2 separate regions of the Mus musculus genome follow, and region 2 is linked to region 1. The links are chromatin contacts, called in public HiChIP or PLAC-seq maps. All regions are on one chromosome and are shown on one strand. Each heading gives the region's core, a stretch centred on a gene start, on an enhancer-like site or on the middle of the called end of the contact. The rest is flanking DNA. Distances are from core to core; before and after follow the strand shown. Region 1 has its middle 89 kb from the start of Gm33551. Region 2 has its middle 360 kb from the start of Gm33551.

Region 1 (3,968 bases), core at 855-3,354:
AAATAATTGAATTATTAATTAGCAACTATACTAACAACAAACTACTAATATCTAGCTTACTTTATATCACTTTCTAGCATCACTTTGATTTTTATGAATGCAGTTTATTATTTAGAACAATAGTTGTCAACCGTCCTTTAGTATATTTCCTTGTGTTGTGGTAACTCCCAAACATAAAATTATTTTCATTGCTACTTTATAACTGTATTTTGCTATGGCTATGAATTGCAATATAAACGCTTTTGGAGATAGAGGTCTGCCATGGGGCAGTGACCCTTAAATTGAGACCTACTGATTTAGAGTGAAATCTCATCTTGAAAGACAGTTTTTCCACCATTCCATAACTGACATTTTGAATGCAGAGTGAAAAACAGAGTTCATTTTGATAACTCATTTTAAAAGCCTTAAGTGCTATATTCTGCTCACAGTAAAATTATAGTTACTTATTTGCAAGATTCAGTTGTTTTCCATATTAGTCACTAAAAATCAGAAGGGCAAAAGATCCAGAAGGAAAAGACATTTGGCACATTTAGATACTTCACAAGTTCCATTTAAGAAATTCAAACAGTGCGTTCTCACCACGAAACAGGTAGGCTGCCTGCAGAACTTTACTGCCTCCTGCCCTCTTCTAAATTCATTCTGTCAGTCTGATTCCCAGTTCTGTAAATGTCACCCTCCTCACCCACTTCCCTCCATCACACAGATGAATCTTCTTCTCCAAGCCCCCTTCCCCTACTCGAAATGTTATCCTAGCCTCCAACTCCAATGGGCATTTGCTGAGAACCTTCAGGACAGTCTGGCCAGGGAATCTAGCCTAGCAGGGTATCCTCACTTCTCCCTCCTCTCCTTAAAATCCACACTCAATCTCATGCCAACTGTGAAGCAGACCTCCTGTTCTGGCCTCTACCTCCTCTCTTACCTGTCTTAAACAGACCGTACAGCATCACCAAACTTTCTCCCCATCCATGCTGTTTTCTCAATTCCCAACTCCAGGAGGCATTCCTGGGAAACCACTAGCCATGCCTGCCAATGTAGGCCAGCAAGGCATACAGATCACTCTCACTCCTCTCCTCCATATCCATTGCCCAGCCTCACCTGCAGCTCTGTAGCAGATTTCTTGCTGTGGCCTTTCCTTAGTCTCTACCTCATTCCCATGGGGACTAAGCAGATTCTGGTGGAACACTTTGCTTTCCTCACTCCTATGAACTTTCTCAGCACACACCACACACACACACATCAGCCACATTGTAAGTATTAGCCACCAATGCATAGAAACACATCTTACCTGGACCCCTCAGTGGTCACACTTAGCAGGATCCTAGAAGAATTCCCCACCAGGCAAAACATATGGAACACATATTCCTAAGAACCAAAGAAGGCACCAAAAACCAAGAACAAAACAGCCACCCAACAAACAAGACCAGATATAAGCACCTGGAATTAAAATTTCCCAAACCCAGATGTCTAGATGCCAGTAGAAAAATACAGTTAATAACAGTAAGAACTGTATGTATATGCTAGAGTCCAGCAACCATACCACAACAGGCTCAGAGAATCGCAACACAGCTGAAACAGAAGACAAAGTCTTTAAAATAGCCTTTATAGATATAAGAGGTCTTATAATGAAATGAATAATCTCTTAAATAAATCTGTGAATATAAACAATGAAAGAAAATGAATAAATGAGTTCAGTACCTGAAAATGGCAATAAAATCAATAAAGAAAACATTAACTGCTGCAGATGCATCTCAGTTGGGTCCTCGATCTGCAGGAAACAGGGTTCTGGTTACAGGTGAGCAAGAAGTCAGGGAGAAATGAATGACAAACAAGTATGAACACAGGGGAGTGCTGTCTCTTGATGTATTTTCTCCAAGCAAACACCAGGCTTTAATACAGAAAAAAAAAAAAAAAAAAAAACCAAGAAGGCCAGGAGAATACATCTGTTAAGGTATACTGGTTCTTAACACAAAACAAAGAAAATGCATGCATAAAAAGATGGCGGGAGCCAGGCCTTGTTTATAACTGAGAATAGGAACAACCTTAATTAAGATCAGCTAAACACGGGAGCCAGGTAAATGCTCTGATGCAATGCTAGTCTATTGTTAAACCCACCACCAGGGGTCCTTTAGTAAATACCTGATTATGCTATTCCTCTGGGCCTAGTGAAAAACTTGCACCAGGGGAATTCCTTTCGACTTACCTTTCATGAATAATACTACAACTCACCTATTTCCTAGGCCATTGTGTATTCCTGTGTTTGGGTGTGACTCGGCTATTGTTCTAAGTAATTACTATGTAGACTAGCCCTAAGCTTTCTAGCTCTATTCAAGTAAATTGTAATGCCTGATTATTTTCACTGTCTCTACTAGAAGTAAATTTGAGTGTTACTGAAAAGGTAACATTCTTACTGAATTCCAAGCTCAGGATCAGCTTCAAGGACTTTCTAGGACATTGGAACACTGACAAAGGTTTAGCTATATGTCAAAATCAATCCTTAAAGGCACTTATAATAAAACAACACTGAAAGAAAGCACACGGATCCATACACCAGACTAACTCCGGGACAGGTTTTGTGTGTACATGCTATGAGAATGGCAAGGTTCCAGGAGGCTAAGATTCCATGAAACTCTTTGCCTCGGGACTGCTTCCAGGTTTCTAAACCTGTCAAGCAGACTTCACTGGAATGGATGTAGCAACTAACTGAGTGAAATGTGGATATGAAAGATTTAGAAATTCAATAGAAACCTCAGAAGCAAGCCTCCCAAACATGGTATAAGAGATAGAAAAAGAGAATCTTAAGCTTTGAAGATGCAATAAAAGAAATGGATATATTGAGAAAAGAGAAAAATCATAAAAATCATGGCCAACATCTAGTAAACTTGACAAATTATTAAAAGAACAAATTTAAACATAATAAAAGTAGAGAAAGGAGAATACACCCAGTCAAAGGCTGTATTGGCTAGTTATGTGTCAACTTGACACAGCTGGAGTTATCACAGAGAAAGGAGCGTCAGTTGAGGAAATGCCTCCATGAGATCCAACTGTAAGGCACTTTCTCAATTAGTGATCAAGGAGGAAAGGCCCCTCGAGGGTTGAAACATCTCTGAGCTGGTAATCTTGGTTCTATAAGAGAGCAGGCTGAGCAAGCCAGGAGAGGCAAGCCAGTAAAGAACATCCCTCCATGGCCTCTGCATCAGCTCCTGCTTTTCGACCTGCTTGAGTTTCAATCTTAGCTTCCTTGGTGATGAACAGCAGTATGGAAGTGTAAGCTGAATAAACCCTTTCCTCCCCAACTAGCTTCTTGGTTATGATGTTTGTGCAGGAATAAAAACCCTGACTAAGACAAATTGGTACCAGCATAGTGGGGTATTCCTGTGACAACCTGACCATGTTTTGGGGAGGACTGTGGAAACACTTTGGAACTTTGGGCCAGAAGATCCATTCAGTGTTAAGAACTCTGGCAGATGTTGTGTAGGAGCTTGGAAGATAATATTGAGAACAGTGCAGAAGATGGAGGCCTGGCTTGTGAAATTTCAGAGGGAAAATTATAGACTCTTTTCAGGGCCATTGCTATTGTGGATTGTGAAGGTTCTGTGGTTCTGGTTAGCTGGGGCTGAAGTCCAGGTTTATTCAGCTTACACTTCCATACTGCTGTTCATCACCAAGGAAGCTAGGACTGAAGGTGTGATTAGCAAGATACCAGAACTACTAAAGTGAAAACTTGGCATTACCGGGACTATTAGTGCTGGCTAGCTGGAGCTAAGAAACTAGCAGTGATTAAGAAGAGACCAGTATCATTAAGGTGGCATCTTCTGGGAAGTGTTTTCTGAAAGCACAGAGGCTGTGTTCCAGAGATAGCCAAAGTTGCACCTCGTGCTGCAGCGGGACTTGGTAATGTATAAGAGTTACCCAGGTGGTACTGGTTTTGAAGGCATGAAGTGGGTCATAAAGAGCAGCTGAGGCTTGGC
Region 2 (4,118 bases), core at 967-3,466, 450 kb before region 1:
AAGTTCAAGGCTAGACTGATCCAATACATGAGACTTACCAATAAAATAAAATAAAATAAAATAATAAAAACACAGTCACATCTGTCTTGTTAAAAAAAAAAAAAAACTCTTGAAAATTACTTCTGAATGCTACACACCCTGACACTGTCTTCCATTGTACACCATGAAAGATTCTGAAGATATGTGCTAGAAATTCTACATACCTTCAAGTTCTACTCACATCTTCAACAATAGAACAGCTACTTGGGCACTCTTTTTAGAGTAGAGGACATATCTCAGGGAGTACTTTTGGTGTCACTAGGAAGGTGTTCATGGTTTTAGAAGCCTGAAGGAAGAAGTCAAAATAGAAACATTTTCTTGTCTTTCTAGACATTCTGTCACAAATCAATGGGAACAGCTTGACTGAGAGCAGAGCGGAGCCTTCCTTAAGTTTAACCAAATAGCACTTCCCTAAGAATTTCACTCCCCTTTTCTAGTCATTATACATATGACTCCAGTATCTCTCATCCGTACCAACACCTCTCCCTGAGCCTTCTCTACAATAATATTCTAACTGCAGATCTATCCTTGTCCACACATACATAACAAGTCCTGCCTTTCATATCAATAAACAGCTATACAATTTCTGAAAGAAAGTCTTTCTAAATTCAAAGTCTAAATATTTTAGGTGTAATGACAGACTATTCAGTATCATTAATTTATGTGAATAAGACTCTCCAGATAAGATAACCTTACTAAATGAATGACCTTCTACTTGAGGGCCCATATTGGGACAACAAGCAAAGAAATCAAGATTTGTAACATAAGATTCAGAAACTTCCCAGGAAACCATCCATTTAACATTCGGACAATACTTTCTCTAGAATGCAAGGCTGCCTTTCCTAGGGTAGGGACAGTGCTGAAGGTTGATTATAGTTAGTATTTAAACATATTACTGATAGTACAATAATTTCAAAGATTCAAAACTTTAGTGACAATATCCTCCCTCAACCATTTCCCAGATACAGAACTGAAAGAGGCAAATGTTTATAAATATTTAAGAATGTCAAACTTTCTTCAAATTACAAAGAATACTGCATGATCTAGTTCATAGCAAACACATCACTGTTGAACATATCACCTGTATTCTGGAAATTGAAATGTGATTATGAATTTGCCTTCCGGAGTTCAATAATTTTGTCTTTTCTAGACTTTCTTTAACCCTATTATTATTTACCAGCATAATACCTTTCATCAGCCTTGTAAACTCCCCCCAACTCCCACAGCCTGAAGCAGGCTGAGCCAGAACTTGACTTTGTTGCCACTAAGGAGATTACTTAGGGTGTAGCCTGCCTTCCTGGATCACTCTATTGTTCGGCCACTGCCTCTGCTGCTACTTGTTGGGAGTTGGCCTAGCTGTTCCCAAGACTACACTTGGTCACCTACAGCTGGGCTCCAAGGATGATTTGGCAGGAATGGGCTTCCCCCCTTCCTTTATAAAGCATGTCCACCATTAAAAATTTGAGCCTTGATCAGAATCCTGTCTTGGTTCCATCTCTCTCTAGTCCACCTAGTTTCCCTTTCTTTCAGCTTCAGGTTGCCTCCCAGGCTTGAACCCAGACATGAGAGCTGCAGGCTGGCCCACCCATTTGGCGTCCCAAGCGGGGCCTGGGAAAGGCAGAAGATGCTGGGAGAAACACTGCTGGTTTGGAGCTCCATGGAAGAAGAAAAGAATTAAAGAAAATTCGCACTGAGGCACGAAGCAATGGGTAAAAGGTTGCTAAGGAAGCAGTACAGGCTAAGCTGAAACAGCACTAAACCCCCTTGCTGGATTCACTTAGGTTCAGCAGTGAGATATCAGGAACTAGGAACTCAATAGGTAGTTGGCCGCATCTTCCAGAAGCTTCTTTTTAGGTGAGAGGAATAAGGGTTTATAAGAATGAACAGGCAGATGGCTGCAGTTGGAAACTGCATCAGGCAGGAGGAAAGTGGATTTTGAAACTACCAGGGATAGAGAGAAAATCGGGGAATCCCCTCTTGTGTGCCTGCTGGCCAGTGTCTTTGTTCTGAGTGTCTGTCTTATGTTTCCTGAAACGAACATGTGCTCGTTGTGTTGGTTTGTTGTTTCTGTTTAGTCCCTTGTCTCTGAAGCATGGCGCAGTCTGAGTTTGGATCTGCCTGAGTTTGGTTTCTCTGGTGTTTATAGACGATGGGGTTTTCTGAAACGCGTGCTTGGTATTTGCCGCTGTCCCTTTGGGCTGTAAGGACAGGAGGACTGTGGTCAGCAGATGTGCTAGGAAGGCTGCTGCTGGGGAGTGCTAGAGACATTGGTCAGAGGGATCAAGTTTTGTTTATGAAATGGAAGCTTACCCTTCTAATTCTTTTGCCTGCTTGTGTAGGATGAGAAAGGGTTGCATGTGTCTGGATCTGTTGGTTTCTGTTTTGTGTGTTTCATGTATGTGTTTAGAGCTATGTGAAAATTTAGAGAAGTGCCAGTGCGACTGGAAAAGCCCTGCTGGGAGCTGACTGCAAATGCAGCTCTTAAAGGGGCAGGCAGCCTTTTGCTTGTTAACAGAAAGTTAGCTTAAAATTGGTAACTCAGAGTTAGAGTCATTCTAAACAACATGTGGCAGGAGCAAACCCAGGAAAACATGTCTTTAAAGATACTTCAACATAGGGATAATCTTTGGGACAGGACTCAAGCAGAGTGCTCAGATTGAGAAATGTTTGCGCTTGGGTAGACTCTCTGAGCCGCCTCAGTGAGGTTTGTGGGGCGTTTCTTTTGCTTGGAAAACTGTGACTAGGGAAGTTCTGAGAATCTCCCCCCTCCCTGCCTTCAGGGTAAATTCCCTTTAACTAAAAGAGCACCTTTGCAGATCTACCCAGATGTGGTTCTAAATAAAGTTTAAATTCTAAGTTTATAAAAAAGGTCACCTCCCCCACACCAGGAGCTCTAAGTCTAGCCTGGTCTTTGCTAATTTGCAAGTGAATGGAGTCCCTGGACTTCCCCAAAAGAAGCTTTTGCACTGTGCTTTTCACTGTGACTTTGTTTTTCAAGCAGGTCAGTCAACACCCTTCAGCCTGACTGCAGCAGGTGTGCATCCCCGCCTCCAACAGTGCAGGTGGCAGTTACTAATCTTCATTCAAGAAGCATTCTAGTACATATTGTGGCTTTTGGTCTGATTTGGGAATAAGGTTTGCTATGAGGGCCAGACAGTCCTAAGACAGACACCCAAATCTCAGAATCATATCAATCTAGACAGAGGTACATGCCAAGAGGCCATGGCTTGTTAATAATACACCACAGAGCCATGTAAAGAATTAGAGGCAAAGGTTAATGTCTTAGAAGTAGTAATCTTAACAATAGGGCAGGACATAGCATATATTAAGGGTAGAAAGGCAGAAATTTCAGATATTAGCAATAGTCACTTGGACACTTGGAACACTGATGAATTGGCCAGAGATTTAAAGATAACCTAAGTGCATTGAATCCCCTGGATGGTTTCAATATATTATCCCACTTGCTATTATTATTGGCACTATTTTATTAGTAAATCATTGTGTTTCCACTCATCTTTAGAGCACTTCTGAGATCTATAGCTGCAATGAGGCAGGACATTCCATAACTTTGGCAGAAATATAAGAATGGGGAAATGCTATGCACACTCCAGTGAAGTTTGCTTGGCAGGCCGAGAGGCCTGGGAACACTCACGAGGCAAAGAGTTTCACTGAAACTCACCTCCTGGAATTTTGGTGTTTTCATAACCCGTATATTCTTACCCTATCCCCGCATTAGTCTGGTGTATGGATCCACGTGCTCTCCTTTAGTATTATCTTATTATAAGTGCCCCTTTAGATTGAATTCTGATATAGTTAAGCCTTTGCCAGTGTTCCATTGTCCTAGAAAGACATTGAAGCCCACAACTTGGAATTCTGTCGGAATTCAGTAAGGAAGTTACCTATTCAGTAACTAATTAAGCATTACAAAAGACAGAGCCAACTGCTCAAGGCTGGTCTGCATTGTTTACTAGGACAGTTAGGACAGTCTTAACCAAATAAGGGTTTACCATGAGAAAAGTTAGGGAATCCCACTGAGACAGGTTTCTTCACTAGGCCCAAAGAAATCAGGCAGAACTGTA

What was found. HiChIP or PLAC-seq counts read pairs in DNA pulled down with a chosen protein or histone mark.
Region 2: an H3K27ac HiChIP or PLAC-seq map of stem cell-derived epiblast-like cells shows a contact between it and region 1, with 8 times the contacts expected there. The contact joins two enhancer-like sites. A contact is called at or near these places in 3 of 115 datasets of contacts at active chromatin or transcription factors (embryonic stem cells, epiblast stem cells and stem cell-derived epiblast-like cells).

What each region holds. Positions count from the first base shown.
Region 1 is chr3:10,758,232-10,762,199 of GRCm38.p6, reverse strand. No RefSeq gene overlaps it. Among named protein-coding and RNA genes, the nearest start is that of Gm33551, 89 kb to the left of the region's middle. Within about 2 kb of position 2,104, at least 3 of the 459 cell types and tissues checked have an H3K27ac peak or open chromatin away from gene starts, as enhancers often do. A contact at or near this core is called in stem cell-derived epiblast-like cells, where this site is marked.
Region 2 is chr3:11,211,434-11,215,551 of GRCm38.p6, reverse strand. No RefSeq gene overlaps it. Among named protein-coding and RNA genes, the nearest start is that of Gm33551, 360 kb to the right of the region's middle. Within about 2 kb of position 2,216, at least 44 of the 459 cell types and tissues checked have an H3K27ac peak or open chromatin away from gene starts, as enhancers often do. A contact at or near this core is called in stem cell-derived epiblast-like cells, where this site is marked.